Regions from separate parts of the Hordeum vulgare genome. Here region 1 is linked to region 2. The links are chromatin contacts, called in public Hi-C maps. All regions are on one chromosome and are shown on one strand. Each heading gives the region's core, a stretch centred on a gene start, on an enhancer-like site or on the middle of the called end of the contact. The rest is flanking DNA. Distances are from core to core; before and after follow the strand shown.

Region 1 (5,453 bases), core at 2,671-5,170, 250 kb before region 2:
TTACTCCCTGTATGCATACCTCTGTATAATGCTCTGCTTCGTGCTCAACAATCCTCGTCGAGCGCCTGTCCCTTTGCTTGGCCAGCACTTGGGGTGTTCGACGTTATGCCTGAGCAGTGAGCGCATGCCTGATGCAACGCTGATATCCATTTCTTTGGGTTCTGCGGTCTTTTAGTATTTGTGCTTGGAATGCCTGTATGACACGTCGTTTTGTTGTGTGTCCTGTGTCATGTATGCTGCTGTGTCTCTTGACAAATATTGTTGCTTGGCATCGCTTGGCTTTCCTTGTGCACTTCTGAGCCTGTGATTTATCCATGCTAAAGTTTTTTTTAGCATCGATGTTGTGAATGGCTACTTCTTCCTGAGGTGCTTGATAGTTGCTTTGTTAATTTGAATTGATCCATGACTATGAGCCACTTGCACTATCAGTTGTTTAGATGATGGAAGTCCCGATTTCATGCTTTTGTGGTGATTCTCTAGCAGTCAGCCAAAGGGATTTATGCTATGTTCATCGGTGTTCCTTTGGGGAATCTGTACTCGGCTATCTGCTTCTGCAGATGATGCTATGCTAATGCTCTTGGGGAATACTAAAGGTGTAAGACGGTTTGCCCTGGATGATGATTTTCTGCATCATTCTAGATGTGTCCTGCTGTTATGCTTCTCTAGCCTGTACTCGCTTTACACTGATGCTGTGCTAGAATGCACAAATTCAACTTGCGAAGTGTCGAACTCCACTGATGCATGCTTAGCCTTGTGTCAGTTTTCTCTGTGCTTGATTTTAGTTATAAAGTGTTCAAAACATGGTAAATTGTAGATGTCTGCTAAACCAGTCTGCTTGTAGTAAAGCACCGTGCAATTTTCAGGCAGAACACAGTTTTTTTGTATGTATTATCATGACATATAACATGCTTGCACACATTTCTTTGATATATTATCTGAAATTTTGCTTTAGAACCTCTCCCTCTCTCTTTTCTTAACCTTTACCAGAACATATTGCTTATTGGTCTATAAACTATGGAGTCGAAACTGTGTGTATCTTCAATTCTGAGCCATTTATGATTTTATTGTATGTTGCAGTTATGCAAACAGGGCCAACTACTGCTGCGTCAGGGTCTGCTTATGCAGAATTTGGGAAGACAAAGGTCATTGTGTCAGTGTAAGTTTAACAGCATTTTTATTTTTCTCATTGTATGTATGTTGTATGTTTTTGATCTCAAGTGTGAAAGAAATGTCTTATATTTTATTCTAGAAAAAATATGTCTTCTGTTACTTCAGTTTTCTATTTCAACATAAATTTAGAGGTATGCCAAATTCATCCTTGGAAGTTATTCCAGATTTGACAATTTAAGTAGTTATCTGAGTGTTGATGGAATCAAATATCACCAAGTTACGGTCAACTGATATTTATTTACAAGTTCTTTGTTTGGACTCGAAAATGCTTATACTTTGCTAAGCAACTAAGAACATTTCATGTTCATCTTGAATCCATGTATTTCCTATCATTCTGAGTGTGCAAAGACATGCGAGTATTTTATGATCTTGTGCTCTAATCAGTTATCACTCCGGAGTTTTGACTACATGGCTAAATCTTTCTCAATGGGTAAAATCTTAAATTCACAAAGATATCTTGAACTTTGTAGTCCTTCAACTTCAACATGTGCTTCCTACTCCCTCTGTACCTAAATACTTGTAGTTGGGGAGAACTAGTCTAGTTTTCCCCAACTACATGTATTTAGGTACAGAGGGAGTAGATTTGTAGTGAATTCAATGTATTAGATTGTGCACTTTTGTTGGACCTATCTTATTGATTGATTGCTCAGTAATGCTTATTTATTTATCATCTTTGCAGGTTTGGCCCAAGGGAGAGCAAGAAAGCAATGCTGTACAGTGACACTGGTAGGCTCAATTGCAGTGTGAGCTATACAACATTTGCCACTGGTATACGTGGACAGGTATCCTGTTTAATTAGCTCTCATCGATTTATTTGGAGAATATTTTTAGTCAATAACATATATTTGAAAATAAAGATTGATAGCATGCATCTTCATTTCAGGGGTTGGAAAACAAAGAGTACTCTGGAATGCTTCACAAAGCCCTGGAAGGCGCAGTAATGCTACATACTTTTCCGAAGACTACTGTTGATGTTTTTGCGTTGGTTCTTGAGTCTGGTGGCAGTATGATACTATTCATGACTTTGCTTTTGGTTTCCAGTTTATTACACTAGTTACATATTGCATCTTTCTACTAGGAAATGCTCCTAAATTATTTTCCAGTGCTTATTCAGAAATTGTGTTCATATTCTTACTCATCTTAATGTCAATAACGCAGTATGTTCTTGCTCTTGTAATATAAGTTAAAGTCAAGTTATATTACTCACAAGTTCATAGTATGAACGTGCTGTTTTGTCGCAGTCCTTACTAACTTGAGAAAAAGTGAACATATTTAGGCAGGTTAGGTAAGTAATGAGTTAATACTTTTAGTGTGCATTTCATCACATTTGCCGATACATTTTGTATCTCTTTCCATATTTTATTTGACAGAAGCCTTTCTCCCTCACCATTTCTTTCTGCAGTACCATACTTTCTGATAAAGAGAAGCAACTACTTTCATCCTTACCACTCTCTTTTATTTCAGGCGATCTTCCCATTATAATATCTTGCGCTAGTCTTGCACTGGCAGATGCTGGGATCATGATGTATGACCTTGTTACATCAGTATCTGTGGTATGCCCTCACATTCTCCCTGCTTTATGACACATGTGTACTTCTGTCGAGAGATATTTAAACTGGAAGCTGATCAGTTTCAACTTCGATCTGCCAGTCCTGTTTAGGGAAGAATGTTATCATCGATCCAACCTCAGACGAGGAGGCATGGCAAGACGGAGGCCTTATGGTGTCTTATATGCCGGCCCGCAAGGAGATCACACAACTTACGCTGACTGGGGAGTGGACTGATGGCAAAATCACCAATGTATATTATCTACAGGATTACCTGAGATGATGCCAAGGCAACAACAATCATACTAACTTCTTTCTCTTGTTCATCAACAGGCAGTAGAGCTCTGTATGGATGCTTGCAGCAAGCTTTGCGAGATATTGCGGGAGCGCTTGAAAGACCCCGCGAGCCTGGCGAGCGAATGACATTTGAGCGACACATGTTTGCAGAATCGCAACAGATATCCTTAGCTGTAGAAGTTTTGTAGGGAAGGGAGGACAGGACTGCTGTTTGCAGGAGCACAATTTACATGGCTGTGGTGATTGTTTCTTTTGGCAAAAGAGTTTAGCCGAGAGAAAATCTTGTAGGTGTGCAAGCCATGTCTTGTACTGTGAGTTCGGAACCTGGGATTTTTCGGAACTTTGTACTATCATTCTATGGATTGTTTATGATGTCAAAGCTATTGCCCTGTATTTTGGGTCTGGGAGCCTGGGACTGGGATGCTATAAATTTTTTGTGGTGCTGCTATGTATCTCATCTGGTTGTTGTTCGGCTGGTACAAGCAGCTTGTGTTTACCACTTACAGCAATCTCACGCCTCCAAAATTTTGTGTTTACCACTTCACATTTCAGTTGCAGTGGGCTTTATTTTCAGCAAGAATGCCTCTATTTACCTAGAAGAAACAAGAATATCGTTGCTATTCATGCTTCATAGTGCGTTATCATGAAGTCGCAAAAGAAAAAAATAATCCTGATGAGAGTGCATTATCCCCATCCCGTTCCAACAAATTAATACAGCCAGTTTCCAGCTAAACATTTGGCCGGCCTCTCCCACTGCCAGTGGCGCCACACCCCCTCACACCCCAGCCCCAGAAAAATATCTCCCCCAGAGAAATATCCAGCCGTTGGTGTGGCTCACCGGCTGGCCGTCCATCCATCCCCCCCGTACACTATAAAACGCCCTCCACAGTTCACTCCCACACTCACCCCTCCCCAAACCCCAGCGCCAGAACCTTATCCCCAGTCGAGTCTTATCCCCCCTCTGCAATGGCGGCCACCCTCTTCTCCACCGCGCTCTCGCACCACTTCATCCCCCTCCCCTCCGCCGCCAGGCCCGCCGCGGCCGCCTCCGCCTCCTTCACCTGCGGCCCGCTGCGCGCCGTGTCGGCGCTGCTGGCGCCGCGGAGGCGGCTGCTGCTGCCCGTGGCCGTGGCCGTGTCGTCCGAGTTCGACACGGAGGACGCCGAGGGGGAGCAGAGCGAGGGCGAGGGCGGGGGCGACTCCGAGGCCGAGTACTCCGAGGACCTCAAGGTCTTCGTCGGCAACCTCCCCTTCACCGTCGACAGCGCGCAGCTCGCCGGGCTCTTCGAGCAGGCCGGCTCCGTCGAGATGGTCGAGGTATAAATTCACGCTCCCTGGTCTTGGTATTTACTGTTTACTCTTAGAGCAAAATTGTAATGGCCTACAGGTAATTACTCTAGTGTCCCGACGAAATGTGAAATTCTGCTTGGCATTGCATGGTTAGGATATATAGAGACTTGTTTCAGTGTAGTGTCGGGTTGTCTGATGGATGTGGAATTGGTACTGTGTATAGACTGTTTCCTCAAGGATAGGATAAGGTGCTGTAAATTTGTCTCGGCATGCAGTAAGTTCGAGTTGGTTCAGTACTTCAGGGGCCTCTCACTATAACAAATGAATGCTCAGTTATAGCAGAGTAGCATAGGTTGTTTTTCTTCAGGATAAGATAAGATAAGGTTTTGCAAAACGGCTTGAACTAAGTTTGAATTAGTTCAGTGGCGGTGTAAATGAAACATACTACAGCAAATGAATGTTCAACTGTGGCAGAGCTGCGTGCTAAATCCTTGATAGTTTATTTTTTCAGAATTATATATCATCTCATTTTTTGCAGGTTGTATACGATAGAATGACCGGACGGAGCCGTGGATTTGGATTCGTCACAATGGGTTCAGTTGAGGAAGTTGCTGCCGCCGTCGAGCAATTCAATGGCTATGTAAGCAGTCTTTTCATCTGTTTTAAACCACCTTATCTTGGTACACTAAATGGGTTTCAGTGACTAACCGCAGATAAATTTTACATGCTGTTGTGAAGAAGTTACTTCTCTATACATTAGGGTGTTTGTCTTTCATGTAATGTTTAAGCGAAGATGCACCTATGCTCAGGTTACTAGTATAAACCTGAAATCTGATATCACACATAACTAAACGTTGTAGTGCAGTCTTTGTTAATTGTTTGGGACTATTTGTTTTCTCTTGTGCATAGTGCATTTGTTGGAGTATTGGACTGTCAACTAACTGATTTTATATCTCCCTATTTAGACCTTCCAAGGAAGACCTTTGAGGGTTAACTCCGGACCACCACCACCCAGAGATGAATTCGCACCCAGAACACCGAGGGCCATGGGCGGCGGTGGTGGTGGCGGCAGCTTTGATTCAGCCAACAAGCTCTACGTCGGGAACCTATCCTGGGGTGTTGACAACTCAACGCTTGAGAACCTGTTCA
Region 2 (5,798 bases), core at 2,128-4,627:
CTTTTGTCAGTAGATATTCATAATTCTATTACCTTATGTTATGTTATTTTTAAGAAAATCACTTTGAAGGTAGTCATATGTCAGAATGACATGATGTAGACCTTGCAGTAATAGTGGATAGTCTGCAAAATTTTGCAGTAGATGCCAGTATTACCTTATGATATCTTGAGGTAGTCTCATCTAATATTAATATTTGGAAGATCACTTTGAAGGTAATCATCTTGTAAACACACACAAGATGTAGACCTCATAGTAATGATGAATAATCTACGAATTGTGCAGCAGATGTGATCAATACCTTATGATTCACGAATAAAAATCTGGGCTATGTACACATTAATATTTGAAAGAGCACGTTGAAGATAGTCATCTTGCCAAAATGACAAAATGTAGATCATACAGTAGTGATGGATAAGCTGCAAAAATATGCAGTAGATGACATCAAATACCTTGTAATTCACAAATAAACTTGGATGCCATTATAGTAAGTATGAGAATACGTGATCCTTGTTTTGAATTACAATAAGATTTGCAAAAAATAAAATTAATTGCAAAAATAGTTGTTCTCCTAAAACGCATGCCTTAGGAAATGTTTGCGGCAAAGACATGTATATTGTCTTAAATTCCGAAGGAATAAATGTACGCAAAATATTCTTTTGCATTTAGTATTACTCTGGTAATACATGCAAACCTTATTAATTTACATATTTATGTAATATATGAAAACCAGATGGCTTCAAAGTGCAGCCAACATATTTCTGTAATTTCATTCGCAGAAAGTATAACGATTAATCTGTAAAGTATTCTAAGCCTGAGGGCTCAATGGGGATATGTAAGGGATTGTCTTCCTTTGCGTGGATAAGAATCAAACTGATCCGTTTGGGTCGCCACCGGGGAGGATGCTGCCTTGTGGCTGGCGCAAGGGCGCCGCGGTCAAGCGTGAGCAAGAGGTCGGGTCGTCGTGTTGGACGACAGTCTCTTCTGAGGATGCACCATCGGGACTCGTGTCTTGTCCATTGGAGCCGGCTGATGGCCATGACGGGGCTGCGTGCTGGAGGATAGCGACGGGGTCGAGGGTCGCTGTGTGCTCCGGGATGGAGGCCGCCGTTTCGTCGAGGCCGGTGTTGCCTCCCGTTGTCGGGGTGTCTCGCATGGATCGAGGCCTCGCCACGCCGGATGTCATTTTTTTGGTAAGTAGAAGAAACGCCTTCGTGATGTGGATGAAGTGCAGTCGGCCTCTTCAGGGAAGTGGCCGCTAGCATCACGCAACCATGCTTGCCGTCGGCCTCTTCATGGATGATTTGATGAAGTGATTCTTGCCAGATTTGTCGTCCATACGCGAACAGAGTTGTCGGCACTGCCAGGGTAGAGCTTATCGGACCCCACCGGCATAGAGATTCCAGTAATAGCCTCCTTGTCTCCAGCGAGGGCGCAGAGGAAAGCGAAACTGTCACAACCACGTTCCTCCTCGACGCGCGGCTCCAGGATCGGCTCTGGACTCGTGCCGGCTCGGGATTCGTATTCTCGTCCGACTTCTTCGGGTCTCCAAGCCACCGTCGTGTAGGTGCAGGGGCTGCGGCGCCGCGACTCGATCCACCGTGGGATTCAGCCCTCCGCGCGGGACCGAGGAGCCTCGCCGTCTCGGGTTCGAGGCAGAGGGACGGGCGGGAGTCCTTGGCGCAGCCGCTCCTGTGGGGTTCCGAGGGGCGGGCGTAAGGGCCCCACCGTGCGGGGCGGCCGTGGGCGCGGGACCGAGGTCGAGGCGCGCGGAGAGGGAGGATGAGATCGACATGGCAGGGTCGTGTCTCGTCGGAGGCGCGGTGACGGCGGGGGCGAGGCGGCACTAGGGTATCGGTGGTGCGAGGAAGTTGTGATCACGTCTGCGAACAGGAGGGCCTCGTCACACAACGGCCGATGGCCATCTCTTTCGCCGTTCTGTGTCACCTAATCGCTCTCATAGAGAAAAGCGATGATAACGTATTAGAGTAAAACGAGATTAATGAAAGTAAATGAATCATTAGTCATGTTTCTATTGATTCTCAAGTATATATACATCTGAAAGAGGTGGGAAGAAGAGGTGTTTGTTCGGAGGCATCCCTTCAAAACTGATGCATGTGGGCAATAGAGAAAGAGAAGAGACATGATTGTTCGGAGTTGGACATCATTTACTAATTTAATTTCTAACACAATAATGACATTGATTTTCGTATGGGTGGCCAGGTCGGCCATTGTTGCTTATGTGGCTGTTGTATTTCGCCTGGTTTTTTGTTATTTAACAGGTGAACCTTTTCCTTTCTAATGAATCGAAATCGTTAGGAACCAACTTAAAAAAGAAATGGGAAACGTTTGTGGCTGGCTCGCCGGCCAAAGCCGGCCCAGCGCGCGCCATATGATTAAGCCTAATTTTATTTTATGGCGGGTCGTATCAGTGTTTTCTTTTACTATAATCGGTGTAGATTTTTGTTACATTCGTTCATTAAAAAAATTACATCCACGTTCGTCAGAATTGTAATCTAAGTTCGTCGGATCTTTTGCTACAACCGGTGTTGATTTTTGTTACAACAGACATCGATTTTTGTTACAACCGTCCAATAAAAAAGCTGCATCGGTTCGTCAGTGTTGTAACCCGAGTTCGTCGGATTTTTTTTTGCTATAACAGGTGTTGATTTCTGTTAGAATCCACATCTCATTTTGCTACAACCACGCCGGGTTTTTGTTACAACGCATCGCCGGTGTCGACTTTTTGCTACAACGACGTTCGCTTTTTACTACAATTCATATTTTGTTTTGTTACCACGCATCATTTGCATCGTTATTTTTGCTACAACCACGTTAATATTTTGCTACAACCACATTTCTGTTGCATTTGTGACCGATTTTTGCTACATTGCTGTTTATTTTTTGCTACATCCCAGTTTATTTTTCTATAAGATTTAATCTGATGGTTAAATAGGGTTTGATCTGGCCACTCGCGCGCGACATCAGTCCTCCAAAAGAAATTGTACTCCTACTCACACTTACGCTGCAGAAAACATTTTGTTCTTTTGCCCTAGTGACATGGTCAGTGGAGCTGTGACAGTTCGCCCAACAGTTCAGGTCAATGGCGGTGGTTCCTTGATATTTATCCAGTCAGCTAGGATCACTCGCGATTATTGGCTCGTGGGTCAGAGAAGAACAGTGCCTGTGTTACCTGCCCACTGAGCGGCACACGGTGGTGCTGAGAAGATCCAATCTAAAAGGCAGGAGGTTCGAGCGTGTCGTCCACCGCCGTGGCCCTCCACCTCCACCTGTGATGCGATCCACTGGGCGACGACGGCGACCGTAGGCCTGCCTCCTTTGGAGCCCCCCACTGCTTTATTCCAAAGCACAAAAGCATCCGCCCGTCCACCCCCAAAAGGCCCAGACTCCTCGTCACGCCCAAGTGCGCAGCGCAACGCAAACCCCCCGCGCCAAGGAACCGGAGGAGGCGGCACCGTATAAGTCCTCGTCGTCGTCCGTGGGAGTGTGAGTGCAAGCCATGGGGTGCGGCCAGTCCAAGGAGGACGCGGACGGCGCCGTGGAGCGGTGCCGGGAGCGGAAGAACCTCCTGCGGGCGGCCGTCGAGGCGCGGCACGCGCTCTCGGGGGCGCACGCGGGCCACACGGCCGCGCTCCGGAACGTCGGCGCCGCGCTCTCCGACTACGCCACCGGCGAGGCGCACGAGGGCGCGCTGCGCCACTCCGCGTCGGCCGCCGCGGTCCTGTCCACCTCCGGGGGCTCCGGGGGCCAGGCGGCCGCGCTCGCGCTCCCGCCTCCCCCGCCCCCGCCGGGCCCGCCCGAGGACGCCCCGTCGCTCGTCAGGTCCATGAGCGCGCCCGACCTGCCGCTCCCGCCGGCGATCAAGAAGAAGCCCTCCGGCGAGGCGCCCATCATGGAGGAGGAGGACGAGGGCGCCGAAGCCGACGACGCGCGGCCTCCGGAGCCGGAGGACGATGGCCAGCTCCAGCCCCCGCCGCCGCCGCCACCTCCTCCGACGCAGCAGCCCGCGCCCACGCGCCCCCCGCCCTCCCTGCCGCCGGACACGAGGCGCAAGGCGGCGCAGACGGATTCCTGGGACGAGTTCATTTTCGGCTCCCCGGACGGCATACCCGTCCCGCCACCCACTCTGGCACCCAGCGCCGCCACCGCCGCCTCGTGGGCAGCCGAGCGGGCCGAGGCCCCCGCGCCGCCGCCTCCGCCGCCTGAGCCAGAGGAGCAGCCTCTGCCTCCACCGCCAGCGCCGCCCGCGGCTGCCGAGGACGTGGCCAAGGGCAAGAGGCCGATGGTCGAAGCCGTGGCGCGGAGGGCGCTGACACAGAAGGCCGCGAGGAGGCCGGAGGGCAAGAAAGTCAGGACGGTGGTAGCCCCGCCTTCGGCGAGGCTCGGCGACATCCTTCGCGACCTCGACGATCATTTCCTCAAGGCATCAGACAGCGCACACGAGGTGTCCAAGATGCTCGAGGCGGCGCGGATGCACTACCACTCCAACTTCGCCGAAACGCGAGGTACCCACACACCTCTCATCCATTTGGTCAGACCAAGAATTCACTCCACAATTCGAGCTAGTTGAAAATATCAATCAGTTTAATTTTTTTGTCACTCTCATTGACGGAAAGCTTACGAGAGTTCAATTTTCGAAACATAAACTTCTCTGCTTGAGCAAGCTTGTGAAGAAGTCCAAGACGTTTTCTTCTATGCTGCTTACGGAACAAGTTTAACTGGTCGACACGATAGACTAAGACTTTCAATTGACCTTACTAATCAGCAATCTTAAGAACAACAGTGTTGTTCCATCCTTGATTATTGGAAAGATGAAACGATGCCTTGTTAATTGTGGTTACAGTGGAGCCACACTAATTTAGCGGGTAAACGACAGAACAGCTAATCCATATAGGTTACACATGCATAGGTTCAGGGGATTGATTATTTTTTAGGGTCTACAATTAGGTAGTTGATTGTCTGTCTGTCTGCACTCCATGATTGCCTTTTAAGTTCAGCTGATCAGTCTCCATCATGCTTGTCTTCAGGGACCGCTGGAGTTGTGTTGTACAATACAGATTACACAATATTGTACTCCCCCCGTTCCTAAATATAAGACCTTTTAGAGATTTTACTATGGACTATATACGGATGTATATAGACATATTTTAGAATATAAATTCACTCATTTCGTTCCATATGTAGTCCATAGTGAATTTTCTAAAAGGTCTTTTATTTAGGAATGGATGGAGTAAATAGAATGACTAACCTTGGTTACTTCTATCTCATCCCTCTTATTAGGATTTGTGGATCATTCTGCTAGAGTGATGCAAGTTATCACTTGGAACCGCTCATTTAAAGGGATACCACAACCGGAACAGGTGAAGAATGAGTTAGACGACGCCGAAGGGGAAACGCACGCCACCATTCTCGAGAAGCTGCTTGCATGGGAGAAAAAACTATCCCATGAAGTGAAGGTAAAAATCGAAAAGTAAACTCGGGCTCTATGTAGCTCTTTGGAAAAAATCAAAAAGGTTATCTTCTTGTATATGTACATATATTTGTGTTATGCGTTCATAAAACCACTTTAGTCATGATAACGCCATCCTAATACCCATGTTATGTGTCCTAGGATGCTAAAACCATTTGAATTCTGCATGGTGGCATTCATTTCATTGTCTAAGCTGTTTTCGGCATACATCTGATGAGTTTGTCATTGACGCAGGAGTTTGAGGTTATCAAAATGGAATATCAACAAAAGCTAGCTGCTCTGAACAAGAAGAAGCAGCGTGGGGTCAGTT

Evidence for each region. A called contact is a pair of places that touch in the nucleus more often than the background predicts.
Region 1: a Hi-C map of seedling shows a contact between it and region 2, with 4 times the contacts expected there. The contact joins the promoter of LOC123425182 here to the promoter of LOC123425180 in region 2. A contact is called at or near these places in 2 of 6 Hi-C or Micro-C datasets (leaf and seedling).

What each region holds. Positions count from the first base shown.
Region 1 is chr2H:80,665,206-80,670,658 of MorexV3_pseudomolecules_assembly, reverse strand. LOC123425182 (29 kDa ribonucleoprotein A, chloroplastic-like) reads left to right here and starts at 3,920. Exons shown (of 4, transcript XM_045108860.1): 1 at 3,920-4,331; 2 at 4,843-4,944; 3 at 5,270-5,453. The coding sequence starts at 3,981. It overlaps LOC123425183 (exosome complex component RRP41-like), which reads left to right. Exons shown (of 7, transcript XM_045108861.1): 2 at 1,078-1,156; 3 at 1,850-1,952; 4 at 2,054-2,174; 5 at 2,635-2,723; 6 at 2,821-2,970; 7 at 3,051-3,407. The coding sequence ends at 3,140.
Region 2 is chr2H:80,418,040-80,423,837 of MorexV3_pseudomolecules_assembly, reverse strand. LOC123425180 (nitrate regulatory gene2 protein-like) reads left to right here and starts at 3,377. Exons shown (of 4, transcript XM_045108857.1): 1 at 3,377-4,523; 2 at 5,299-5,474; 3 at 5,723-5,798. The coding sequence starts at 3,518.